Regions from separate parts of the Mus musculus genome. Here region 2 is linked to region 1. Evidence: chromatin contacts called from public HiChIP or PLAC-seq data. All regions are on one chromosome and are shown on one strand. The core of a region is the stretch at or near the end of the contact, and the rest is flanking DNA. Distances in the headings are between cores, read along the strand shown. Region 1 has its middle 26 kb from the start of Sox17. Region 2 has its middle 45 kb from the start of Mrpl15.

Region 1 (7,779 bases), core at 2,914-5,413:
AAGTTATTCCCTATGCTCAACTGCCTCTGTGACAGGAACAAAATTAGACAACTGCATTAATGAAAAATACATAAAGTAAAGCTATCTACTAATAAGGAAACTTAAATACAAAATAATAAAAAAAAAAGGCCCGAATTAAAGAACAAACAGGGAGAGAAAATGAACTGTGATAGTCAGTACCATAGACAGAACTATGAAAAACTCAACTAAAAGAAGAAACAAAATATATGTGGGCTGATGGTTTCTGTCCACGGACATTTGATCCTGTTGATTTGTAATAAGACAAAGCATCATAGAGGAATCTATGGAGAGGGCCTGCTGATCTCATAGCAGCTGAGAAGCAAAGAAGCAGACAGTAACCCAATATCCCTTTCCAATGTCTTGAGGTTTAGAAGGTAGGGTTCTTTCGCTCAGTTAACCTGGGTTGTTTGCTTGTTTGTTTGTTTGTTTGATTGATTGATTTTTAATCTCTTGGGATGCTGTTAAAAGTTGTATTTTTGTAGAATGTAAAACACAACTCATATTTTATAAGATATGAAAATAGGAGGGATGTGTTGGGAGTGTAAGAGAGAGTGAAACACATTAGATACATGTGTTAAATTGTCCAAAAAGTAAATAAAACAAAGTCTTTAATTTTTAAAACTTTTCTTACATAAAATTAGACTGTGGAATCTGAAGTTTAACTCCTAGTACTGATTCAAGCCGCTTCTCTACTGTGAGGCCCTAGGAGACTTTGGCTACTTCTCTGGCCCTCTTTTCATGTGAAAGACAAAAATCATCATCATCATAATGACCACCACTACCACAACCTAGCAAGCACCAAATTCTAAGATAGTGAGAAGACAGACCCAGGAAACAATGTGGCTTAAGTTCTCTAGGTCCTCTTTTTATTTCCTTCCTCAGATGTTAGAACAGGGACTCCAGCAACATAGAAATGTCAAGATGCACAGAGCAAAATTAGAATGGCAAACGATGTCTGATTTTTCTCACCCATGGACAATGATAGGGGTAGTCTAGCAAGGCAGACGACTTCTGTACTGGCTAGTTTTGTGTCAATTTGACACAGCTGGAGTTATCACAGAGAAAGGAGCTTCAGTTGAGGAAATGCCTCCATCAGATCCAGCTGTAAGGCATTTCCTCATTTAGTGATCAAGGGGGAAAGGCCCCTTATGGGTGGGACTATCTCTGGGCTGGCAGTCTCGGTTCTATAAGAGAGCAGGCTGAGCAAGCCAGGGGAAGCAAGCCAGTAAAGAACATCCCTCTATAGCCTCTGCATCAGCTCCTGCTTCCTGACCTGCTTGAGTTCCAGTCCTGACTTCGTTCAGTGATGAACAGCAATGTGGAAAACATAAGCTGAATAAACCCTTTCCTCCCCAACTTGCTTCTTGGTCATGATGTTGGTGCAGGAATAGAAACCCTGACTAAGACAACTTCAAACAGTCAACCATAACAGAATACAAACCTGGCCTAACCCCAACTTCACAAAGAAGGAATTCAAGCTCTTCCATGTGAAGACTGTAACCCTTCCATAGGGTCAAAATGGCCAAGTGAGAAGATATAGCTGTCCTCTCCAGCATGACTAGGCTTCACTCAGTGCCAGTGGAGTCAGCATGGGAAGGTTGTCATCCTGACTCCTTGGAAGTTATGATGGGGCTAGTGTCAGAAGAAGTCTCGCAGACAGTTAAGACTTTAACAGTTGCCCAGAAAGAATAAGGCCATCTTCATCATCACTGGGATATCACGGAGACCATAGTGAATGCCAGACACCAACCTTCACCAAGTATCAGGGAAAGCCAACTGTGGAGCTGGCCTTACACACATGCACGCGCGCGCACACACACACACACACAAGCACCCTTTTTTATCAAAGCCACATCAAAAATAAAGCAAACTGAAACAGAAACCTAAATAAACCTTGTGAAAATGTGTAAATTTGAAATGCTGCTGAAAGATCCATGCTGTCAGCCTTCACATGCTCCCACGGCACATACTGTAAAGGATGGGATGAACCTGTAAAATGGGTTATTAAATATTGCTGAGCATCGACCCAGGAGTGGTATAGCTGAGTCCTCAGGTAGTTCACAACTGCCTGTCTCTGCAGCTCCTCCTCCAGCGTACCTCATACCTTCTTCCAGCTTCTAAGAGCTCTGCATACATATGATGCACATATAGGCATGCAGGCAAAATATAAAAATATAACTGTCTTAGACAGGGTTTCTATTCCTGCACAAACATCATGACCAAGAAGCTGTCACGGAGGAAAGGGTTTATTCAGCTTACACTTCCATACTGCTGTTCATCACCAAGTGAAGCCAAGACTGGAACTCAAGCAGGTCAGAAAGCAGGAGCTGATGCAGAGGCCATGGAGGGATGTTCCTTACTAGCTTGCCTCTCTGGCTTGCTCAGCCTGCTCTCTTATAGAATCCAAGACAGCCAGCCCAGAGATGGTCCCACCCACAAGAGGCCCTTCCCCCTTGATCACTAATTGAGAAAATGCCTTACAGTTGTATCTCATGGAGGCATTTCCTCAACTGAAGCTCCTTTCTCTGTGGTAACTCCAGCTGTGTCAAGTTGACACAAAACTAGCCAGTACAATAACTATAATGAAAAATTCTTAAGAAAGTAAAAGCAACAAAGAATTCAAGAGTGTGCAGCATGGTGAAGTCTGAGACATCAGGTAGAGTTTCATTGGCTCCAGGGCATTGGCTTCCCTGGGGTCACCAGGACACTATGCAAAGTGGCCAGATGTTGGCCATCTGGCTGCTGGGCCAGGAGAAGAAAACCCAGCCTTCTAGGTGATGGTACTTCAGCACAGAGGCTGTGGGCTACACCCAGTCCAGATATGGGACACCAACAACATTTCCCACTGCAACAAAGTAGAACTAGCCTTATGGCTCATCAGCCATGTCATATTTAGTCAGTAAGTGAGCTCTGCATAGCAGCACCAGGCAGAACTAATAGAACAAAGAAGGCTGGTAAGAGAAAGTAACATGTGCTTCTTCTTCCTTCCTGGGCCCCTCCAACACTCAACACCTTACCCACAACCATGGTGGGGGGGGGGTGATATCTGCTATCAGGGAACCATGTCTGTCCATCCTCAGTAAATAGGAAACAGAATCCCCACATAAGCCTCAAAGGAGTAAACAGAAGGGATAAAACTTAAAATAGGATTGAGACTTCTCTCTAAGCTGATTCTTGAAATTCTTCGTTTTCAAAATAGTTGTGTTCTTAACATGTAAACATAACTAGAAAGTAATAAAATCTCCCCAAGATCTCTAGCCTGGGAGGTTTAAGAAAGTGTAGCTAAAGCCTACTTGGAGTAAAATAATAACCTTTCACTTCTATTACTTATTCAGTAAATCAGTTCCTGTTGCTTAGTTGGGGACAGAGCCTGCTGAGTGAGACGGTGCCACACCCTGCCGTGCCTTCCCAGTCCAGCAGCTCTGACCTATGGAAATATCAAGTCCAAGGAACACAGATACACAGACCTCCTAATACCACTGCCCAAACACTAAGAAAACCATGTTCATCCATACAGCAGCTCTGCCTACAGTTACTGTCTGCTTTCTAAAGACAGATGTTCTAAGTAGCTGAGAGCTTGACCCAAGCCAGCCAGCCAAGTAACCGCTCTACAATGTGAACCCAGAACCATGTGCCTCCAGAGCCCATGACCAGCCCAAAGATGCTACTTGCCTAATTTTCCCAAGGGAGGCACGTGGTAGCTCTCCCTGAGGCATCCAAAGAGTCTCTCTATTTTCAGTGTTCCTTTGCCTGTTTTCATAGATGACATTTCCAAACCTTTCCCAGAAGGTTTCCTCCCACAGCTCGTAGTCACACTAATCTTTCTGTTTTCAAAACTGTAATATTCTAGGACCCTGATGGGAGTGGGAGGTGGGGGGAACACAAATGAAACACTTCTCCTTCCTGGAGCCCCAGTTGCCAAAACACAGCTTCCAGTCTCAGGGAGAAATAGGAGTGGATCAGCTAGAAAGGACGCTGACCCCACGGGTCAGCCAGAGGAGGGGGCCCTGTGATCCGAAGGAAGTGGACACAGGGAGTGCCCGGAAGAGATTGTTCATGCTTTCAAGCTGGGCCAACCCTTGTGAGTAACAGAGGGCGTGTAGGCCTGGCTATAAATACCTGCATCTTAGGCCCCCACCCCTGGCAGAGCTCTGGAGTTCATCAGCCTTAGATCCACAGTTCCATAGCCGCCCCCACGCTGCAGCAAGAGAGGAAGGTGCCTTCTCTTTTCCCACTCCTAGAGTGATGGCCTCTGAACCTGGGTCCCACTTAGGAAGAGGTAGTCTTCTGAGCCAAGAGACCCTGCTGCTTCCATCATTCCAAGTCTTGCGACTCAGGGGATTGGAGTCTGTGTGTGTGCTCAGTGTGGGTCCCTCAGATCTTTGGCAGGGTGGCACTGTCTCTCTCGGAGTAGAGGGTACATCTTGCTAGGCCTCGAGGAGACTTCAGCATGCATGCTTCCTTGTTCAGCTCCTTCTCAAACCTCAGGAAAATTCTGAGAAAGCTAGCCATCTTCAGGTCTTTCAGTAAACCACAGGTCAGATAGTGAGCCTTTGGACACTGGGTGTTGCCCGAGTACTTATGTAAAATAAAGTTTTTAGGTATGGGGGCAGGGCAAAGTCTGAGCGGGAGTCTTTAACATGCTAAATAGAATATTAAGGTCAGTAACTGGAACTTTGTCTCAAGGTATCCTTAGTGAGTTAACTATGCGCGAAGATTTTATGTTTCTAAAACCTTGTTCCTAGTCTTCAGGTACAATTAGCAGGAAATCCCCTGAAACAACACATTGCTACTAGGACTCATCTGCAAGTCCGCCATCCACAGCTTGGTTGATAAGAGACTCTTCTGGATTAGCCTGGAGACTCTCCTGAATTCTAGCTCTTTTATTCTAACCTAAAATGAATCCAGGCCCAGATGTCCACAGTGATGTGTGATGTTTCCCTTGATCCTAAGAAATACTGCCTTTTCCCACTTTAAACACTCTGAGTAGATTTTCTTCTCATAGTACTTGTGTGTGTGTGTGCACTACATGTGTGCATGCCTTGTGCCCATGGTGGCCAGAAGAAAACATCAGATCCCCTGGAAGTGAAATTATGAACAGCATTTGAGTGCTGGAACCAAGTCAACCCAGGTCCTCTTCATGAACAAGTATTCTTAGCCATTGAGCAATCTCTCCAGACCCTTTTTCTTACTTATTTACTTTTATTTAATAAATCATCAGCTACAATTCTGACTGCCCATATACTCTTGGGTATGGGGATACTGGAACATCAGTGTAGACCTATCTGTAGCCCGCTGTTAAAGAAAACTCACTATCCTTCCCCGAGAAGCCATAAAGTGTCTATAATATGAATCCCTCTCACACCTTGCTGAAATGTTGACTGGTCGTCTTATGCACACAACCACTAGTTGTGTTCACTAGTGCAGTAGTCCTGTAATACACAAAGTTTTGCTCTGGTCTTCTCTGACCTTTGTCTCTTAAATCTTTGCTCCTTCTCTTGCAGATAATCCTTGAGCCTCGGAAAGGGTTGTGATATAAATTTCCCATTTGTGGCAGAACACTCCTTAGTCATTTATTCTCTGCTCTTTGACCAGTTGTGAGTGTCTACATTATCTACTGTCCCTCTCCAGACCACCTCCCTCTCCCACCAAAAAAAAAAAAAAAATCTCTGATGAGGTCTGAGAACTACATCCATCCATGGGTACAACATATGAGTTTAGAGGATAGCTTAATGCTACGTCCTTTTAACAAAATAACAGTAGTAGGTTAACTGTTGTGATCTGTGAGCTCTCCAAGCATAGGTTCTTGGCCATATTTACAGCACCAGACATATATTTGCTCCTGTGGTGCAATCCTTAAGCTCAATCACAACACCTCCCCATAACAGTTGTAGCACTATCACGCCTACACCCTTATCTTGCGACATTGGTCATTATTGCAGTTCCCAGGTTTCATAGCTAGATAAGACTGTTGGGGGCTCCTCTGCAGTACAACATTCTGCATAGCATCTTTGGTACTATGATAGCCAGCAGGGAGAGTTAGCCAGCCTCCTGGTGAGTTCCAACTTGCTTTCCATATGTCCTGTGACCAAACTGTGTGGTGTCTTCAGCAATACGATTTTATCAAGTTCTTGTTTGCAACCAGGAGCTTTTCTTTGTTTGTTTGTTTATTTGTGGGGATAATACTCCTAGCCAACAATTCAAGGAAGGTATCCCACAATTGCTACAGAGCTTCTGGGATGAGTACCATCTCCCGTGTAGGGTAATTGTAATCAAACTCTTACATGAATATATACTTAGGAAGTTTTTAAAATTGTAGATTCCTATTTAGTTTTTCAAACCTCCAGAAGCATTAAAAAAAACCTTTCATTAATTCCACTGTGCAGCCTCATTTGAGAATCACTTGCTCATAGAAGGTAGTGAAAGTCTATATCTGATTCTACTAAATTGTGTTACAGGCAGGACCTGCCTCTAATCTAGTGAGAGAGACAAGCAAACAAGAAAGAGATTCTTAGGATGTTAAACAATGATGCAGTTGATGGTGAGGTCAGAGCAAACATTCCATGGGGTGGGGAATGAGCGTTCACCCTTAACCGTAATACTTCATAGTCTCTTTCCAGTTCAGTAAGATTTTACAGAAAGGCTCAGTGTGGAGGCAGTGCCTGCCTAAAATCCTGGCACTCAAAGACATGTTAGAGGTATCAACCTGGACTGCATGGTAACTACAGTCCTAAGCTGTGCAGTGAGACCTGGCGGTTGGGGTAGGCAATGGCAAGAGTGAAAGAAAGAGAGGGGCTGACTTTGGAGAAAAGAAAGATGACCACAAAAGAGTACAACAAACTGCCCAAAGATAGAGCCAGAAAGACATGACCAATAACTAAGAAATCACCCAACACTGTCTAGTTGAAAGGCTTTTCTGAAGTGACTCTTCAGTGTATGCTCCCAGACTTGACTTGTCCTAGGTCAAGAGCAGTTCCTAAGAAGTCAGTGTCAGTCATAGATCTCAGGGCTTACACCCCTCTAGCTATTGGTCTAGGAACTTGTTGGAAGAGTGTGATTTACTCAGTCAGGATGGACACTTCATCAAGCTCTCTGAATTCCTTTTCCTATTTGAAACACATTGGTCTATACCAGAATCCAAAACAGAGTTTCTAACAGTTTCCAGAGAGTGCAAATGCTGATTGCTGGACTGTGGTATCTCATGCAGGCAGTCCCAGAACAATGAGTAATCGAATATCCCCAGCCTGCTTATCTCCTGGTCCTGTGTTATCTACCTTTTTCTTTCAAAGAAGAAACCAATTCAAGGGGTTTTGTTGGGTAGTGCTAGCAGTTTCTGCTTCATTTTATTTTATTGAGGTAGAGTCTTACTGGTAGCCCAGACTGACCTGGAACCTGGAAATTCTTCTCTCAAATGCCCCTAGTGCTAAGATTACTGACCTGTGCATCCCACCTGGAGGGGAGGGGGGATAGTGCACAATAAATGAATTAGCTAAAGTTGCTCATGGAGCTGAGTACTCAGAATTGGGACTTACCTCCCAGGACCCTTCATTCAGAGGTTCAGATACTGTCACCTAGGACCTAGATTCTCTCAGTCTCTGTCCTCTCTCCCATTTACACTTTCTAACGTCTAATTCCCAGGTGCTCTACCATTCTCCACTGGGAAACAACATGGCTTCAACAGTACAGCCTATACCACAGTTGTGCCCAGGGATCTTCCAGTCATACTCCCTCTTTGGACCTGAATTCGGTCACATCTCA
Region 2 (7,779 bases), core at 1,912-4,411, 270 kb after region 1:
TCTGGTCTTGGTGGAAACCTTCTCAGTGTCAGTGGAAGCATTCCCCAATAACAACAAAGGGACTCAGACAGTCTCTGGTCTTCTCCTCCAAGAGATCATTCCCAGATTTGGTATCCCAGTGAGACAAGGTCCTGAATTCACTTTCCAAATTTCTCAAACTCTATCTAATGCCCTAGACATACCCTGGTATTTTCTTATTCCCTACCACCCCATCTTCAGGAAAGGTAGAAAGAACTAACCACTCCCTAAAAACCACTCCTGTCTAACTGTCACAGGAACTTCACCTCGATTGGGTAAAACTCCTACCTCTGTCTCTCTTTAGGCTATGAGACTGGGTAAAACTCCTACCTCTGTCTCTCTTTAGGCTATGAGCTCTGTCCCCAAGCAACCTCTTTTCATCTCATCTTTCGAACTCATGTATGGACATCTGGTCCTAACTCCTGACCACTACAGTTTGATTCTCAGGATCTACATGGCAGAAGGAAAGAATCAAGTCCCATAGTTATCCTTGAACCTGCGCACACACACACACACACACAGACACAAACACACACACACTCATAATAACTAAATAAATAGAAGTAAAATAAATAAATAAATAATCTTTTAAAAAATATTATTGTTGAGAGTCTATTTTATCCCAGTCAGAATGGGCATTACCAAGAAAAACACAAGAAATTCTTGGATGTGAGGAAAGAGGAACCCTCCTTTATTGTTGATAGAAGAGTGAACAGGTGCAGCCACTATGGTAGTGTAGAGATTCCTCAAAAACCTAAAAACAGAATTACTATATGACTCATCTATATCACTCCTGAGCACAACCCAAGGGACTCTGTAATTCTACTCCAGTCTTATTTATACATTTATGTTTACTGTGGCTCTATTGACAATGCCAAGAAAACTGAACCAATGGAAAAATAGATAACAAAACGGCAATACATACATGCAATGGAATTTGTTCAGCTGCTTAAAAATGAAATAAAATTTTAATAAAAAAACATGGAATTGGAAAATATTATATTAAGTGAATTAACTCAGGTTCCAAAAGATAAACTACATATCTTCTCCTACATATGTTGATCATAGTTTCTAACATATGTATACATTTATATTTGAGTTAATGTGTGTAGAATCTAGGAAAGTAAAATGGGTAATGAATTTTGGAAAGAATTTTTTTGTACAACACATATGATACAAACATTGAGAGAATGTTGGAATTGGACTGAGTTAGAAGAGGGGTTCAGATAGATGGGAGAGAAACCGTCCTCATAGGCTTTTCCTGTGACTTTGCAAGACTTGCTAGCTAGGACACAGATGAGACCAGCAGCCTTGGGGGCGGTACGGGACACTGTCACCCAGCTTCCAGGAGCCATTCCTCCCAGATGTGAGGGGACAGAAGAGAAAGAGCGGTTTCTGTTTCCTACAGCATAGAGCCCTGAAGAACATCTACATCTGTGATGGGAGTGCCTGCAGGCTCATAATCTTGTCCAACCAAATACTGAACCACAGTTAATGATGATTTTATACCATGTTGAAAATCTGAGAAATATCATTCAGACACCAAAATATTGACATTTCTGACTGCTACTTACTTTCTCTTTGACTATAAAAAAACAGGATAGTTAGAATTATCTCACAAAATTCTGGGCATATGCTTTCTATAATCTTGTATTGGGTAGATTAGATCCTGGACAGAAAAGGGTTTTGAAAACCTATTCTAACAAAATGAGACCATTAGAGTTGAAAAAGTAACTAATTTAGTCATTTTTAAAAATGCCATCAGAAAAAGTTCTTCAGACACTGGGCTGATTACGTCTGTTCTACTCTGAGCTGTCTTTGCCACATTATTTTTAACCCCTGTTTTATCTCTACAGAATGAACATAAGCATCAGCGTCTAGCCTTGTTTTTATGTTTGTGAGCATTTTGCCTGCATGTATCTCTGTGCACCTTGTGTGTACCTGGTGTCCACGGAGGCCAGAGGAGTTTCCAGAGATAAAAATTTTAAAACATATTATTATATTTGTAGGTGAAAACTTCTTTGAATTACAAAATAAGACTAGAAAAAAATCCAACCCATAATTGCAAACATAAAGATGCACTGGGCATTAAATCTGCTCTTAGGTTTATTTTAGTGGAGTACCAATAAATCCTAATGTATGACATGAGGAAATACTTGAGAGCCCAGTGCAGGTTGCCTCTTCTCCCACACCTTCAGGAAGCACCACAGCCCTGCTTTCCAACTCTCAACACCACCTGTTGGTGAACCACAAGGAAAAATGATGGTCTCTTCACTGTTGCCAGGAAGATTCGATTCAACAGAGTGTCAAACACTACCAGTGTCCAAATCTTCACACCTAGCTTATCACAGACAGTTACACTAGACATAAGTAGTGGATTCTGGGTAACAGTGCTTTTTAAAAGTTCCTCAGAGTGACTCTGGAATATTGCCAGAGGTAAAAAGTATTTAAAGGACTAGCATATTCTATGATCTCTTTTAAAACCTTATGGTCTCTTTTAAAAAATTCTCCTGCATGGTGATATAGGAGAATTGAGAGTTTGAGGCCACCCTAAGCTGCATAAGCACTAACAAATAAGCAGATAATAAAATGAATAAAAGTGTTAGATGTTTGGCAAGACGGCATATATCATTAGTTCTAGCTACTTGGCTGGAGTAATCTTCCTTGGGCCAAGTAATTCAAAGTCAGCATGGGTGACCTAAGAGACTTTACCTCAAAAATATAAATAAGCAAAAAATCAACACCTCAGCTTTCTATTTCAAGGGACACTTTTCCTGTGGATTCTTATGGCAAAGAGGAAATTCAAAGTAGCAGGATCCATCTTTTTTTCCCTTTGAGCTACAAAGCGCATACATGCAAAGACAGCACACACAAAGTAAAGACCAACATGCTTAAAGGAGGAATCCCAATCCTATGGCCTGTCCTCAACCAAAAGATCTTGATGGCTTTATTTGGTTTAAGGAGAATGTCCAAATTGCTTCTGGCAGTGTGTTTGGTGCCTCTGGGTACAAGGAACAGTCCTCTCACAAGCAAGAGTAAAGAGCCCCAGGGCAGCAGTGAGTGCTCAGCTGCCTGCAGCTCTCAGAGCTCATGTGGGAAACTGGCTCAGTGTAGCCATGAAGTCCAGGCCACTAACCTTTATGCCAGTGAAGTGAGCAGTTTCTCTAAATACAATGGAACCTCTGTCACTTTGAAGATAAGCTCTCACAAGCTGCTTAAAACAATCATTCTGTACTTTCTTTCCTGTTTCTAGATTTATTTTAAGTATTAGTATAAAATGTCACAGTAGCTGATAGTGGCCAGATCAGTTTGTATAAAGCTCAAATGCCTGCTTGTAGCATATTACAGCTATATTTGACACAGGAAAGCACTTAATCATGCTTGCTATCAGCACACCACACCCACCTTTGTGAGGACCCTTAGAGGCTTCGAGATTTATCACTGTTAAATTGTGCTAGATGGACAGCCCTAATGGACAATGCAGACTACTTCTGAGAAGTTTGGGCTAAAAGAGTTCCATCTACAACCCAAATGTTAAGAACAAGTTCAGAAAATCCAAGCATCTCCCAGGAACAGTTTCAATGGATCCTCTGTCCCCCTTCATCTGAAGGTCTTAGACTCTAATAAGAGTATGTCTGACAACATGGCCAAAAAACTAAATAAAAATATAATAGATTTGTGTGCATGTTCATGTGCGTGTTTGTCTGTCTCTGTGTGTGTGTGTGTGTGTCTGTGTGTGTGTGTGTGTGTGTGTGTGTGTGTGTGTGTGTTGTGTGACATATACATGAGTATCCACAGAAACCAGAAGAGGGTCTTGAATACGTGGAGTGGGAAGGAGCGGAGGTTGAGAGTTTCCTGCGGTAGGAACTGGGAACTGAAGTTGGGTTCTCTCTAGGTCCTCAACTTCAAGTTCTTTTACAGCCGAGCCATCTCAACAGTGCCCCCAAAACAGACTCTCCTGAAATCTGCTTAGTTCCATTGCCCTTCTACAGTGATGTTGCTGCTGCTGACATAGATGGACATGTAGTATTGCTATGGCATTTTTACACTTAACCAACTTCTTTATCCAATACTTGTTTCCCCTGGACCATAAGGTGCCCCTACCCAGAACACAGGGCCATGCCATCTACTTTATGCCGTGAATATCTGGAGCCCATTGAGTAAATGAGTTGAGAGGAGACAACTACCCCTATGTAGAAGTTGATCCCTACTTCCTTCTTCTTAAATGTGATGCCTATTGGCCATGAAACCTGTTGGGTTTCTTTGGTTTTTAGCTTCAAGCCAATATACCTGAATTTGAGTCTTGGTTCTAGCCTTCCAGAGGGTGCCCATGCCTCTCTATACTTCTGCTTCCACTTTCAAGAGCTGCTGTGTGTCTCAGAGGGTGGCTTTAGAAGGGATATAGGACATTATCACTTTGCCATTTAAAGTTAGTATATTAGCATGCTAATGGAAAACTACACTCTGAAGCCAGACAGGCTGGTCACAGCTCAACTCTTTCAGGGAACTTACAACACCTTCTAAGATCCAGATTGCTTCTATAAAATAGTAATAACAGAATGCTATAGAGGTTTTCCCTTTTATCGTGGCATTGCCAAACTTTTTGGATGTTATCCTGATTCTTACTTTTAAGTACTTAATTAGCAAACATGGTATATATTCAAGTTGTACATGTATTAATTTGTATAGAGGCATTGCATAATGACTGACATGAATGAATAAGGCATCTGCGGCCGGGTGGGCCCTGTACATCATGGGGTCTCCTCCCAGCCTGTGGTGTAACTGGAAGAAGTGAAACCTTTGAGAAGCCACTGGGTTTGTATCCTTGAAAAGTCACAAGAATGTGAACTGTCACCACCCACTTCTGATTCCTAGCTGCCATGAAATAAACAGCTGTGCTAGACTACATATTCCCCAATATGATGTTCTACCTGCCACAGACCCAAAGCAACTAGATCCCAGACAACGTGCCATTTGACCTTGCTGTCAAAGTAGTATATTAATGTGACCACTATGATACTATCACACCCCCAAAAATTAATGGTTCCTTAACATCATCTCAATTTTAATTTATAGCTGAGCTTTCTAGTTGTTAGAGTTCATAGTCGCTCATAGTCTGTTCAGAGTTGGCTTCATTATAACATGGTGATAATAAAATCTGCAATGTGTGATGTGGTTGGCCACCATCTCTAGGTCACCTGTGTGCTCCACCCAGTCCCTCTGACTTGCTTTTTCTGCATTAAAACTCACAGCAGTGTTTTTCTGAATCAGTTGTTTTTTGTTGTTGAATGTTCCACATTTTGGGTTGAGGTAATTGTTCCACTCTAGCTTTTTTCTTTTTCCAAATCTTAACATGTAAATTCTACTGTGAGGATTAAAATGCATAGCAGTGTATTTGCTGAGACTGCCATTGCCAAGACTAGATGACCATGTGTATTCTCTCACAGTTCTTGAAGCTAGAATTTCAAGATCAAAGTCTCCAGTGCCTATAAGGGAAAGAGAGTTTTCAGGGCTCTCTCCTTGGCTTGGACATGCCTAACTTCTCCTAGTTTCACAGCATCTTCTTGTCATGTATATCTTTCTCTATATATAACTGCCCTCTGTTCTAAGGACACCAATCATATTGAATTATAATTCACTTTACATGATGATGATATTTCCAAATAAGGTCAATAGTAAGGACAAGAAATTCAAAATATAAATTTAGAGTTGAGGCTATAACCCCTCAGCTGCACACTGTCTGCATATGGTATATATTTCAATACTAGTTATTAATCATTTGACCATTAACATAATGTTATAAAATAACTAAATGAATATATCACACACTATAAAATATCTGTCACATAATACATTTTCTATAAATATTTGCTCTAATGTGCTTGATCTTGGAAAAAGGCTCAAGATGTGACTCAGCGATAGTTAATATAATGTTTTTATAACAGTTTATTTTTATGGTAGAATGTTATTTGGCAACTTTTAGATAGGTAATTTGAATTCATGAGGCTCAGTAAAAAGGGACACAGAAATTACCAAATTTCACAGATAGAGGAGCCAACATATGTTTGAAGATAGGCCTGAAAAGCACAGTGAGCCTTACTCAGAACCGTCAGAGCCCCGGAGCAGGGGTGGTTCAATCCTATCTTTTCTTGGTCACCAACTGCGTGTTTCTAGCCTGAGGAGTCCCTTCCTCTGAAAGGATCAACACCAGAACTCCAAGCTTCTTTTCATATCTAAGACTCGAGCTTTTACAAGGAAAACAACAATGAGACACATTGAAAATGAAAACAAATGATTCCACTCTATTATTACTATGTCCAAAATTAACATTAAAAAATCTTTCAGAGGCTCAGTGAGATGGCTTAGTGGGTAACATCCCAGGTCTCACAGCACTTTGGGCTGTAAAGTGTTGTGTCCTCTCCATGCACGAGCCAAGGATGGCACTCTGCTTCCATCACTACCCATCTTGGTTTTCCCAGCAGGCCACGGGGCATTATGCTAAGCCACCAGACTGGTAGGTACCCTGGAGTGGAAAGACTGAGCAGAGGATCATGAAAGAGAGAAAAGACAAAGACTGCTGGATGTGGAGATGGAATCAGTCAGGGTGTGCCAATGAAAGCTCTCCTGAAGATATCTGCCTATCCTGTGCAGAGGAGACAGCCACCTGGGAACCATTGACACAAGAGCTCCCTGTGCACTTCCAGCTGTGAAGACCTGTGAGACAACAGAAGTTTGCTATCTCACACTTGATAGAAAACTATAGTCCTCTTACCTGAATTTTCCTATCCACAACAGGTTCCACAACTTTATAGTGGCCTGAAGGAAAACCTGAATATAGGTCATGGGGAGGCAGAAGTGAGCCTACTTAGGTCTGGAGAGGACACAGAACTTCACAGCACTGTGTGCTAGAAGAGTGAGAGTCTGTTTTAGACCATTCAAATTATTGCAAAAAGTGGAACAAAAGTCTAGGTTCCTATCACTTCACACTGCCACTGCCTAGCTCACAGGTACCAGGAAGACAACACAGAAGGGCTAGAACTCTCTAGCAATTTTGAGTGGAATGGCCCTGTAAGCCAGGAGATGTGTCTATGGGGCTAAAAAATTGGCCAATCTCTACAGCCTTGCATTAATCTGTCCTTACCTGCTAACAGGCCACCCTATATAACCTTAGTCTAAATTCCCTCCTGAAAAGTAATTCTCTCCTGTTAAAAGCAATGACATAGTCCTTTTCTGTCTCTGGACAATTTCATTTGAGAGAAAATGTAAGCTTCCTTCACCTAGAATCTGCTTACTCTGAGTAAACTCAAAAGCCAAGATGATATGATAAGAACTTGGCAACCTTGAACATAAATGTATAAAAAACTGAAGAAAGTGGCAAGGATAGTACTAACTGCTAAATCAGTGTCCTCAGGAGGAGTACACAGAATAGAAGGCATAATCCAGCCAAGCACCATCATCTCCATGCCTTTCTACCCCACCAGTCCTTCATGTTATCATCCTGAGGTAGAAGCATTATTCCAGCACTTGGGAGGCAGAGGCGCGCAAATCTCCATGAGTTTGAGGCCAGTCTGGTTTACAGAGTAAGTTCCAGAAGATCCAGGGAGATACAGAAAAAACCCTGTCTCAAAAAATAAAACAACAACAAAAATGTCCTATGTGTGTGATACTGAAGCAAGTGTTGGAAGACTGAACAAGAATGAAAGGTCTCCAAGATCTTTCCAAGAAGGTAGAATTTAAAAGGGGATATAAGACACACATAAA

Evidence for each region. HiChIP or PLAC-seq counts read pairs in DNA pulled down with a chosen protein or histone mark.
Region 2: an H3K27ac HiChIP or PLAC-seq map of extraembryonic endoderm stem cells shows a contact between it and region 1. The contact joins two enhancer-like sites. A contact is called at or near these places in 1 of 484 Hi-C or Micro-C datasets (embryonic stem cells) and 2 of 115 datasets of contacts at active chromatin or transcription factors (embryonic stem cells and extraembryonic endoderm stem cells).

Annotation. Positions count from the first base shown.
Region 1 is chr1:4,467,413-4,475,191 of GRCm38.p6, forward strand. No RefSeq gene overlaps it. Among named protein-coding and RNA genes, the nearest start is that of Sox17, 26 kb to the right of the region's middle. Within about 2 kb of position 4,164, at least 9 of the 459 cell types and tissues checked have an H3K27ac peak or open chromatin away from gene starts, as enhancers often do. A contact at or near this core is called in extraembryonic endoderm stem cells, where this site is marked.
Region 2 is chr1:4,736,355-4,744,133 of GRCm38.p6, forward strand. No RefSeq gene overlaps it. Among named protein-coding and RNA genes, the nearest start is that of Mrpl15, 45 kb to the right of the region's middle. Within about 2 kb of position 3,162, at least 4 of the 459 cell types and tissues checked have an H3K27ac peak or open chromatin away from gene starts, as enhancers often do. A contact at or near this core is called in extraembryonic endoderm stem cells, where this site is marked.